Linked DNA regions of Zea mays: region 1 is linked to region 2. Evidence: chromatin contacts called from public Hi-C data. All regions are on one chromosome and are shown on one strand. Each heading gives the region's core, a stretch centred on a gene start, on an enhancer-like site or on the middle of the called end of the contact. The rest is flanking DNA. Distances are from core to core; before and after follow the strand shown.

Region 1 (6,060 bases), core at 3,050-5,549, 140 kb before region 2:
GGAAATGAAGAGTGTTGTAGGGGAATAAATCCCCAACAAGTCAACATCCCCCTCAATCCCCTTGGAAAGGGATTAACCGAACAAGGCCTAATGCAAGCATCCCCTTTTTACAACATTCTATAGCATGAATTTACTGGCCTGGAACAATACTAACCTTTTGCATGAGCAACAGATAGTTCTCTGTGACATTATGCTCCCTCCATTTATCCAAATTAATCAAATTCACCCCCGACATCCATACACACGACTCGGGATCATATGCTGTTTTACCCAAGACATTTTTCATTTCACCAAGTTTCAGATCGCAAAACTCGGCAGCGCCATTTACCTTGTCTCCCATATCAATATGCCACAAGAAAGACAGATCACGTTGAACAACTACATCGTCATCCAACACAACCACCTTGTTTAGATACTTGAAGATTTCTGGAATAACAAAATGTGAGTGGCTGAACAGTGACAGATATTTCATTCTAGTGTTTTCAGTAGGCTGCTTAGTGCTCCTAATCAGAACACGGAACTCCTCTGGCAAAAACAGCTGCCGGATAGTATACTTTGGAAGTTTTTCCAAAACAATTGCTTCATAGTTTATGACATGGATAGCTGCATTTTTATACGAAATCCTGGTAAACCAATGTTTCATGGCATAAAAGTTCTGAGCATCAGTTAGGATATGAAAAGCAAGGTATCCTGGCTCCTGCAAAAAGACCAGTGAGTATGCTAGGGATGCACAGCTCAGAAGATAGTGTATAGATTAACATTGTAAATATCAGCCAAATACCTTACAACTGCTCACAGTTGAGTTGATCACTACAGAAGCCGCAAGAATATTCCTAGATAGTATAACATAGTGCTTGTATTCTGGTCTGCTCAACTTCCCAGGAGAATCATCAGAATCCAATGAAGATGATTTGAAATATTCTAGTGTCAACCTCATAGAAAGGCAATGGTGACTTTTCGGCAATGTATGGGCACCGAGATTGTACAGGAATGCACTCTGCTTCATATGAAAACGAGCTTCATCCTCAGTCATGTCAAGTATCTGGCGAAGCTTCCTGTCAACATTCTTACAATCTACTGTGCAAGATTTGGCTCTCGCTATTGTTCGCTCCATCTGCTTCATCCTTTTGTTGATACTGAAATCACAAAACAACTTGTCATTCAAATTATCTAAGTACTAAGCCCTACTGATGATTGGAAATAATGTCCCTAGATTAAATTAAATCTCCTTGTCTCTTGCATAAATATATCCCCTAAGGAGCATTCAGAAAAAAATAGATCATCTTAACCTATAGGACACCCCAATTCAATCTAATAAAATTTGTTCTTAGTAACATAGTCATCACACAATCAGCTTTAAGACTAATCATCACACGAAACTATGATCTTAAGAAGTAAAATTTGATTCTTACAAGGATGGTAGATCAGCATCAACTGATGATGCACTAAGAATCCTCTCATGGTCTTGTATGTTTTGCTTCATTTCCTGAGTCAGAGCTTCCTGTCCTTGAATTTTTGCAATGCTTGGATAGTATGAGCGTGCTACGAAGAGTTGATCTTTTAGCCTTTTCACTATATAATCTTTCATTATTTCTTTGTGCTCAATAGACCAGAGACAATAACTCCCAAATTCAAGTTGACAGGACTTCGCCTTTTCCACTTCATCAGCCTTTTCACCTTCTTGGTTAGTATCCTGAAAGGACAGGTTGCGTTTTGGCGAACATCAGCACAACTCAGGCTGATGCAAATCAGGTGGAACTAAAATGAACACTGGTACAAAACACGAGTTTAGGCTTTGAAGAAAAATGTATAAGGATGCACTATATTCTACTCAAGATTGTCTTAACACAAGCTTAACTTTTGGATTAGTTATGATGATAGAATATTCAAAAAGTTGCATCATGTAACCTATGATCTTAAACATTGAGCTGAACATAATTTATATATGACCATTTTAGTGTGTGTATTTCTTGTGTGTTGCATGAAAAGTTTGGTAATGAAAGGTGTCTTTTTTCGCAAACATGTAGGAGAGTTATGTATCTTTATACTAAAGATAGAACGAATGGACCCTTACAACACAACCTCAACGGAAGATGTCTTAAAATAAGAAACTTGTGAAATGACATGAAGTAGCAGTTCTGAAACAACAAAGTACAACTTTGAAAGCTACAGATCATTACTCTTGCGACTTTAGTAGAATCCGTCACATCCGCTGATGGTTCAACTTTTGGTGCTGCAAAAACTGTGCATGTTGGCAATTAATGGGTCAGATGTAAGTAAAAGCAAAATAGCTACAACAACAGATGTGAAAAAAGATGCCCACGAAAAAATGATAGGGACCAACTACCACTAAATAACTTTGACCGAGTATTATAGTGACAAAGACAACCTTATGATAGGCAACATAAGCCAGGTGGCTTGTCTGTCTGGACTCAAGCGATAGTTGGGTAAAAATAATTGATGATAGGTTCTAAAGTAATTCTTCGACAAGAGAGGGAGTCAAGAGGAAGGAAATGAAAAAACTAACTTGACAGCTAAAATTTAATTCAACATCAAAAGGTGAAAGATTGAAAGAGCCATGAACATCAAGAAAAAAATATCTTAAAGCTAAAACTAGGGGTAAAAGGGGAAATGAAATATTCCATAAACCAGGAATCGTTTGTTGTAAAAGTGATATCATTTATGACCGTTGGCCCATTGGCCATTGCTACACTTGTTTTTTTTTAATTTCTAGTCTCAATAAAGTTTTGATTTCTAATTTCTTTTAGCAATCAGCACTGTATTGATGTCACCACCAAAGAGTTAAGTTGAAAATATGGTGAGTTCCTGACTGACCGGAAATCATTTTCGTTTAGAAAACACTGTTACTGATCTTTCCGGTCATCTTCATCCCTATGATGTCCACATATAATTTTCACTGTGGTACAATTGAGGGCTCGTACAACCCCAATGACCCTGGCATAGCTTAAAATTTACACACCTTGAACAATGTTCTAGCATTATCAGCAATGGCATTTGAACTTTTGGCCTTGTACTGCTATGACATACCTTTTGGTTTAGCATCATCCCTTGTCGTGTTGCTACCAATTTGCTTATGCTGACGAACGACTCCTGCACTGCCTTTGGAGATGTTCTTCTCTGGTGTTTGTTGATGAATGACTCCAGCACTGCCTTTGGAGATGTTCTTCTCCGGTGTTTGTTGATGAATGACTGCAGCACTGCCTTTGGAGATGTTCTTCTCTGGTGTTCGTTGATGAATCGTTCCTGCACTACTTCTGGGGATCTTCTCCGGCGCATCCTGAGAGAAATGCAACTGTCACGAACTGCAGAAGCAACCTTCAATTCAAAATGCTTAAGCAATTTTCAGCGATAGATTCACTTGTACTTCATGCGCGCAAAATGGAGAGAAAAATAGTTAAAATAATTGTTCCTACAGCACTAACAGGTGAGGAAGCAACCCACAAAGCATTGCCTCTGATTGCAGAACACGTAGGCTTTCGAAGCGCTTCAAACTTCGCGATCGGTCTTAAACAGGACATAACTAATAGACATCATTTCGGTGCCCCCCGCAATAACGTCTATCCATTCCAAACAAAACAAAATCACAAAGAAAACAATCGCTTTCAATAAAAGTAACAGCCAACAGACCTGTCGCTCTCCACTGTCAGCGCCACTGCGACGCCTCTTCTCCACGTGATCCAACGAAGGCAGAACGACCTCCTGAATCCAGCGCGGAGAAGGAAAACATGGGTGAGAAATAAAAATAGCGGAAATCAGCGAGCCGTCCCCGCTCGCACATGGTGACGTCCAAATCAATCACCATCAAGGACTGCTGCGGGCAGGAGAGAGGGTTGGAAACAGCGGGGTACCTGTCGGTGCCGCTCCTCCGTCGTCACGTACCCTGCATCGCGCGCACAAGCACAAGCACAAGCACCAATCGGGAAGTAAGCCAACCGAAGCCAATCCCGAAAGTAACCAACACGGCCGCGCAGTAGCCGGACGGACGAGCAACCGCTGCAGGGAGCTGGAGGCTGGAGCCCCAGATCTACCGGCGGGGACGCGCGCGGTGATCCGAGCACGCGCATTGGGAGGAAGCGAGCGAGGGAGGGTACGGTACGTACCGGAGGGGGCGCGGTCGAAGAGGAAGGCCAAGGGCACGAGCAGGGAGCAGAGGACGAGCGCAAGCACCGCCACGCGCGGGCCCCTCCGCCTCTTGAGCGCCGCCGGTAGCAGCGGCTGCGCCTTCATTGCGTCCTCCTCCTCCTCGGGTTCCCGGCGCCCGCTGCCCCTCCGATGATCATCTCACTCACTGCGGCGGGGGGGCAGGGCGCTGGGCGGGTTGGGGGCCTGGGGGTTTGCTTTGATCGAGGCGGCGCAGTGCGGTTGGGACTTGGGTGCGGCCGCCGAGCGCCGAGTGAAGTGAGCCAGCCACAGCCAGTGGGCCGTCTGGCGACAGGGAGGGTGCTGATTGGAGCCTAGGTGGGTGGGCTCAACCTCGTGCCAAAAAAACCACCGTGTCTGTCTGTGTGTACCCAACTACCCATCGGGCACGAATTGTTTTTTATGATGACAAATGTACAGTACATTGTATTCTAATACTATCTCCATCAACTTGGTTATATCCATATCCGTATTCGAACTCCACTCCGCGAAAAATGCAGAGCAAAACAGTATTTCTATACTATATTTAAAGCATCAGTTTTAACGGTCGTCATGCGTCATTTTTTTTACAAATAACCTCTCACAGCTATTTCAAATTAATCTGCTGCACGTCTATATATGCCAACGCCCGACACGGGCTAGATACACGCGGGCCACAACTATGGCACAGGCACGTCATGTCGGCCTGCTAACTCTGTCGGGCCAGCCCGTTAGCCCGTCGATCCATTTAATTAAATCAGCGTAACGACGCTCGACACGGGCTAGATGCACGCGGGCCGCAACTATGGCACAGGCACGTCATGCCGGCCTGCTAACTGTGTCGGGCCAGCCCGTTAGCCCGTCGATCCATTTAATTAAATCAGCGTAGCGACGCCCGACACGAGCCGGCCTGCTAAGTGTGTCGGGCCAGCTCGTTAGCCCGTCGATCCATTTAATTAAATCAGCGTAAAATGTTAAAAAACGAGGCAGGAGGTGGGTTTCGAACCCATGCCCTGATGGAAGAAGGGCGGGAGACACTGGATGAAACTGTCTAACCAGTAGAACATCACACTAAGATGTTTTTAATATTGAATATAAATTGTATATAGGTATATACATTTTTTTGTAAAATAAAAAAATAATCGTGTCGGGCCGGACCAGCACTACGGCCCGAGGCTATAGCCCAAGCACGACACGACGTTCTTGGCTCTTGCAAATATTAGGTTGTTTCTGGGACCACATTGGTGTGATGTATTACATGGTGTTTGAGGTTGCTGAATTGGTTGGAGCAGCAATGTTTTGTCACACTAACAGCAAAATGAAAGGTTATTTGTTGGTTTTAAACATTAGTAATTGCTACGAAGTAGCATAATTTATATGGAATACATCCAGTTTTTATTGATGCCTGACTTTAGCAATCACTTCATATTTTGATCTATCTTTTTTATAAGTTTGACTTCATGAGACTTATTTTAGAAACTTGATCTCACAAACTTTCTCTTATTTGGTCTCTGTATGATGGAATTATATCATTTTATAATCTCTATTCATTCAGTCAATCGTTGTGAACTCTCTTCTAATCGCTCACTTCATTGGTCGTGTTGTGCCAAGACATATTTGCATGGAGTAAACAATAACATCAGTTAGCCAAATCAAAAATATATTATACAGAGAGCGGAGACAATCAATAAAAAATCTTGAATTTTTTTGATGGATAATTTACATGGGTATTGTTGTAAGTCGTCGCAACGCACGGGCAACCGACTAGTATAGGTAAACTTTGAGTGAAATCAGACTAAATAATAGATGTTAACACGACACTATTGGAAATTGTGCGATAAAACTATTCATTAGAATGGTCTTAAAAGATTTCTTATGGTAATCATAAATCATTTAATTACACAGTAAAATATAGGAAAT
Region 2 (6,383 bases), core at 2,365-4,864:
GATATCAGTGCCCTTTTGCTACCTTTTCTGGAAAAAGGTGACAAAATCACTATTAATTGATGATGAGTTGTTTCCTTGGATTGTAAGAAATGCTAACAACGAAGTTGTCTCAAAGACGACACATTGAGCTTGCACTGTGTCACTTGGCACAACATGGCTACCACTCATGTCTTCACAAAATCCTATAAGCATGGTTGCCAATGTTGTCTTAGCTTTTTTCTAAAAACAATATTTTGGAATTTTGCCTAACTTTTTTATATATGAATGTGTGGTGATATTCTTACAGTTTTTCCTCTTGCCAGGTTCCGTTGTTTCATGGCATGGACTACCTGATCCTGGACAAAATCCATTATAGTTCTGAATGAGATATGAATTGTTCTGTTTAGGTCATGATCCTGCTATGGGACTGTTGCGGTTATGACCCAAATTCTAAGATGTGACTATCATTATGTGCATTTGTTTTCTTTTATTTTAGAAAAAAGTAGCTCATGTTCTAGGTCAGCTTCTCTCAAAATCTGAAACACGTTTTTGAGGTTGACATAGTTGTAGTTTGGCGTTCTAATGTTTAGCAATTTTGTTTCATAATTTTGCATCATAATTTCACTTGTGTTTCTTCATAGTTTGTTTAACAATACCATGAATGTTTTAGACAATTGGTTTACAGTTGACAAAATCTCTCACTTCTTCACTTAGCTTGTGATCTACAACTGATGTACAAGCTGACATATGCAGTTCATTTGGGTGGAACTGTAGCCACATCAAGATTTCTTTCATTACTTCTACATCCCATTCTAAAGAGATTTTTGTTGTGCGGGATTCGGACGAGGATAAGCATTGGTCATATCCATGATTTTGACCACTAATATTGTTGCTTACAGTTCACAGAAGCTCTCACTTCTTCACTTCTAGATGGATCCATTTTCATACTTGGGGTGTTCGGTAAGTTGGTGTTCAGTTGGAGTATGTTGCATAATCTCATAGCTTTCTTGATATGCCAATTCAGTTGACAGAGCTTTACAGACATGCCAATTTATAAATTAAATGGAGCATGTTGCAGTTAGATGTAGTCTATTTCAGAATTGAGTGTACAAGTAGATTTTACTTAGAATGTGTTGCATAATAGGACTGAGCTTTAGGGGAGTGCTTTTGTACCAATGGTAATAATTGGTTTTGTATCTGCTGATCTTCACGAGAAATATGACAATGTTACAAGGCTATAATCGGTAGCACAGGATGCATTTTTTTTGAATTGGCCAGGTAGCGTGGTCTCGCGCCCATAAGAGAATAGTGACACTTAGTTGGTATTTTGTTATTCTATTTCAGAAATGAAGACCAAGTGGGAGAACAGCTCATGGGGCACAAGCGGATTTTCTAGAAGAGGAGAGCAGCGCTTGATGACTTTGATAGGTTCAAAGTCATGATGGCAAAGATCAAGGTCGGGAACCTCCCTATCAACTGTTTAGTTCATGATGGCACTGTCTATATTGCTCGGTCACACTTTTTTCTTTACGTAAACAGAGGGGTGGCGCTATCAGGCAAGAGCTCGCCAAGTTGAAGAAGGCATCCATGGCTTAATGGGTATCTTTTGGTGGATGTCATGTTAGAGTTTTTGGTTCTGAGTTGGATCAGCAATTCGATTGAGTGTTGACAAATACATAATTACTAACATGTTCCAGTGAATACATTTCAAACTTTATCAAGCATGAGTGTGCTCTAGATATTTTATCATGAATGATATGGAATATATAAGGTAGCCTGCGTCGAATGCGTGATCTGTACCATTTTTGTTTTGTTTAAACATTGACATAATCTATTTTGCGATATTGTCTAGGTTGATATATCTTTTTGGGGATTATATCATCTATTTGTATATAAGTTATCATGGTATTTATATGTTACCATTGCAACGTATAGATATTCACCTAGTAGAAAGCATAATTCTCTAATATCCCCCACTATATACTTTGTATATATACAAAAAGAAATGATCTCTTGATGTATATTAAGGAGAATTATGTTCTCATATACTTTAGTTACATTATTTTTTATGATATTAATCTCAATTAAATCTCATAACATGACAACCATATGTATTATGTTAGTATAAATATTACGTGGTTTTTAAAAATTTTTAAAAAGTGCTAAATAAATATTAAATAGCCGAATTATAATATATGGGGCTATATAGAAGAAATGGATGGAGACGTCCTCCGTGTAGGGAGAGAACTTTTTAAATAGAGACAGTAAATTATATTAGAAAGTATAAATAGGAGGAGATGTAAATGGAGAGATGTCCTGCATATGGGGAGAGAACTTTTTAAATGGTTGGAGACAGCATGATGTGCAGCGGAACAACATCGAGAATCTATGCAATGATGATTGATGACAACCATCTCTTGGGCTACCATGCATAGATTATGTGACACTAAGTAAATCGAGAATCTATGTAAATGGAGATGTCCTGCATAGGGAGAGAACTTGTTTGTCAAGTAAATTGACTTTTACTAGATAATCGCTAAAACAGCTTTGTCAAACATAATGTTAGTTCAATCACATCGTGGATAACTAAGCCGACCCAAGACATTGATTGACAATGATTAGAATAGCCCAGTTTGATACATTTTCTTATCAGCTGTCATCATCATCATATACCTAATTTACAGTATGACATTACATACCATGGTTATGTGACACACACACAGGACAGGGCATTCTCATCACCACTAGACCAGTGATGTGAAGGACGATACTAAAGAATTCTTCAATTAGAGACGCAGACGCAGGACTGTCTCGACGAAATGCGGGACCACCATGCCAGTTGCCACACAGTACGACGATGAGGTCAGTCAGGCGCCCCAGACGGTGATCCCCTGCATCATGCACTTGAACTCGTTGAAGTCGACGCGGCCGTCGCTGTCGCGGTCGACGTTGCAGATCATCTCCCGGACGTTGGCCATGCTGCTGGCCTCGGGGAGGCCGAGCTTCTTGAGCACCTCCTGCAGCTCAGCGGCGGAGATGAAGCCGTCGCCATCGACGTCGAAGACCTTGAACGCCTCCCGCATCTCCTGCTCGTCCTCCTCGGCGCCGGCGCCGGCGCCGTCCGCCGCGGCGGTGGCGTCGTCCTGGCCTCCCAGTGCGCCGAAGAAGGCGTCCCCGAGCGCGCGGTGGAGCTTGTCGAAGTCCTCGAAGCGGAGGCCCGCGGCGCCGTCGGGCACGTAGGCGCCGACGGTGGCGGACAGCCCGGCGCGGTCGGCGTCCAGGCCCAGCGCATCCAGCGCCTGCGCCAGCTCGTCCACGGTGATCTCGCCGTCCCCGTTGCGGTCGAACAGGTCGAACACGCGGCGGAGGCGCACCGCGTTCAGGCTCCCGTTGCGGAGCCGGAACGACGCCGACGGCGTCCCCTTGGCCAGCGCCGGCTTCACCGCCGCCGCAACCACGCCCTGCTGGTCCGCGTCCATCCTACCTACGACCTGCACCTCGACGTACGGATTCTCTTGCCCTGCCCTGCTTCAGCTAGCGGCGCTGGCTGCCCTGCCCCTCGTTCTCTTATCTTCTCTCCTCTGTGTGTGTGTGTGGTGTCAAAATAGCTTCTTTTGTTTCGGGAGGGACGACGACGACGCGGGCCGGGCAGGGAGAGGCGCGAGGACAGCGCTGCCTGTTTATAGCCATGCCACCCTTCTCTCTGGCCTTCAGCGATGGGAAGAGCGCGTCCGGGGGACGCGGGACCGAATTGCTGCCCGTGTCCGTCCGTATCTGCCGATCGAGAAATTGATCAGCTACCGAAATAAACATATCGTTAAAACTTCCATGCATGGATTATTACCGGATATATATAGATGCACCATGCACGTAGATGGGACATATTACCCGATACTCCTACCGCATGCGAGGACGCTGGAAACCGGTCGCTATCCAGCTGATCGTCTCGTCTCTGACTAGCGATCAACGACCACGACAACTACGCTAGCTACGCGCTGAGATCGATATCTCTCAATTATGATGAGTTCCTTCCTAACCCTGACTTCTGTCCACGCAAAAGGTGTCGTCGTTTTTCTTGACGAATCTCTGCCGAACGCCAGGAAACCTGATCGATTTTGTAATCGTTTTTATTCACGGAATCTCTGCCGAACTCAGGCTTCACGAAGTTTATACTATGGCAGATTATTTGACTACTGGGCCGAATTAAATACCCGGTCCAGTGAGGCCCATCTAGCTAGCACCCCTGGGCTCCACGTTGGTGAGCAGCAGCCGCACCCCGTGCTCGGGCTCCACGATGAGCCTGAGCGCCGGCGAGTGCACGTAGGCCGGCGACAGCGCGAGCCGGAACCTGGACAGCACGAGCGCCAGCAGGACCTTGAGCTCGGCCATGGCGAAGGCCTGGCCGAGGCAGGTGCGCGCGCCGGCGCCGAAGGGGAGGTACGCGTGCGGCTGCCGCTGCCGCTGGTGGTCGTCCGCGAACCGCCCCGGGTCGAACTCCCGCGCGTCGGCGCCCCACAGCTCCGGGTCCAGGTGCATAGTCGAGACGGGCACGTAGATGTTGACGCCCGCCGGCACGCGCACGCCGCCGAGGGTCACGTCGCGGAGCGCCTGCCTCGACACCACCGCGCCTGCCGGGTACAGCCGCAGCGTCTCCTGGATCACCATCGTCAGCTGCAAGAGTGCAACACTACACATGGTCAGTATACTGATAGGGGGGGTATTGTATGTGTGTGTGCGTTCGTGCTGCTGGCGTGTGTTATTACGTACGTACGTACGACCTTCTTCATCTTGTGCAGGGACGCGAAGTCGCCGCCGCCGCATGCCTGGCGCACCTCGTCGCGCACCAGGTCCTGCCACTCCGGGTGCAGCGCCAGGAGCATCATGCACCAGGCGGCGGTCACCGCCGTGGTCTCGTAGCCGGCGAAGTAGATGTTCTTGCAGTTGTCCACGACGAACTCCTCCACCGCCACGCGGTCGCCGCTGCAGCCACCGGAGGAAGAAGCGCTGCGGAGCATCGCGTTCAGTAGGTTCCTGTCGTCGTCCCCGCCCTCCCTGACGACGTCCAGCACCAGGTCCCTCACGACCCTGTTGAGCCTCCACGCCTCCCTGTTAGTCCTCGTCGGGAGGAAGCTGAGGCCGGTCATCTCCGCCAGCAGGTTGGGCTTGGACACCGCCTTCTGCAGCTCCCTGATCGCCGCGAAGATCCTCTTGCCCTTGACGTAGCTGCTGCCGAAGCACGTCCTGGAGATGACGTCGGCGGAGTAGGCCCTGATGTCGTCGTCGATCTTGAGCTCCACGCCTCCGCCGCCCGTCCTGTCCCCCCACGACGCCACCAGCGCCGTGGCCGAGCCGACCATGAGGTCCACCATGCCCTTCACCTTGTCCGGGAAGAACTCGGGCGCGATGAGCCTCCGCTGGTGCGCCCAGGCCTCGCCGCTGGACTTGAGGATGCCGTCGCCGAAGAGCGGCCGGTGCGTGACCTTCATGTAGGAGCTCTTGCCGAGGTCCAGCGACGACACGCTGAGGCAGAGGTCCCGGACCACGTCGGACCGGCTGGCGTGCAGGAACACCATGCTTCCGATGGAGTAGGTGAAGATGGGGCCTGCACGCGCAGATTATACTGGTTGCTTAACCATGCATATGCATGCTTGGAAACACAAGACGATGGAACCTGCATTCATGTGGCAGCAGACAGTTTGATTGTGTGGCAGACAACAGACTGTGTGTGAAAAGTGAAAAAAGAAAAGAAAAGCAGCAGAACAGAACTGAGCTGACAGCTGAACCGGCCTCTCATCCACAGCACTCCCACTCAAGTCATGGACGCGTGATGAATCGGCAGACCTTTTTGGCAATGCGACAAAGGAGAGGAGAGGACTTTGCGCGGCTGGGGCCGGCGCAGTCCGTCGACGGAGAGGAGGACCATCCAGAGGCGCCGAGGAGAGGACAGGCAGCGCCCTTTGTCGTTTGTGGGTGGGGCCGTGGGCGGACCGGATCTCCGGATGGATCAGATCAAATCTGCGTACCATGTCGGGTGAACTGCTCCAGGTTCACGCACAGGCAGGCAAGCCCCGCCGCCATCACCATAGGCAGCTAGGTATTGTTTGGTTCAAATATTTGTAACGTAATGGGTAAGTGATTACGTTAAATCATGTTTTTTTAGTCCAATCGTAATCAGATACCGTACTAAAATTTGATACCGGACTATTCAAACTTGTTACCGCCCGTAATCAAGTGTAAACCATTATCATTACCCTTTACGTTACATTTCGTGAACCAAACAGCACCTAGGCTATAGGAGGACGGTGACGATCCACCGCCGGCAATGCTCAATCACGATAGTATCTGCTTCTAAAATTATATAATTCATCTTATAGAATCTTCTGCTTACGGATTATTATAATCTA

Evidence for each region. A called contact is a pair of places that touch in the nucleus more often than the background predicts.
Region 1: a Hi-C map of leaf shows a contact between it and region 2, with 5 times the contacts expected there. The contact joins the promoter of LOC100192027 here to the promoter of LOC100381981 in region 2. A contact is called at or near these places in 4 of 25 Hi-C or Micro-C datasets (bundle sheath, ear and leaf).

What each region holds. Positions count from the first base shown.
Region 1 is chr2:224,034,097-224,040,156 of Zm-B73-REFERENCE-NAM-5.0, reverse strand. It overlaps LOC100192027, which reads right to left and starts at 4,299. Exons shown (of 9, transcript NM_001365508.1): 1 at 4,122-4,299; 2 at 3,870-3,901; 3 at 3,649-3,720; 4 at 3,049-3,298; 5 at 2,181-2,242; 6 at 1,413-1,693; 7 at 782-1,136; 8 at 155-697. The coding sequence starts at 4,248.
Region 2 is chr2:223,896,825-223,903,207 of Zm-B73-REFERENCE-NAM-5.0, reverse strand. LOC100381981 (Calcium-binding protein CML42) reads right to left here and starts at 3,614. Exons shown (of 1, transcript NM_001174751.1): 1 at 2,590-3,614. The coding sequence starts at 3,458. The coding sequence ends at 2,847. It overlaps LOC100274525, which reads right to left. Exons shown (of 3, transcript NM_001356981.1): 2 at 4,758-5,581; 3 at 4,091-4,650. The coding sequence ends at 4,210.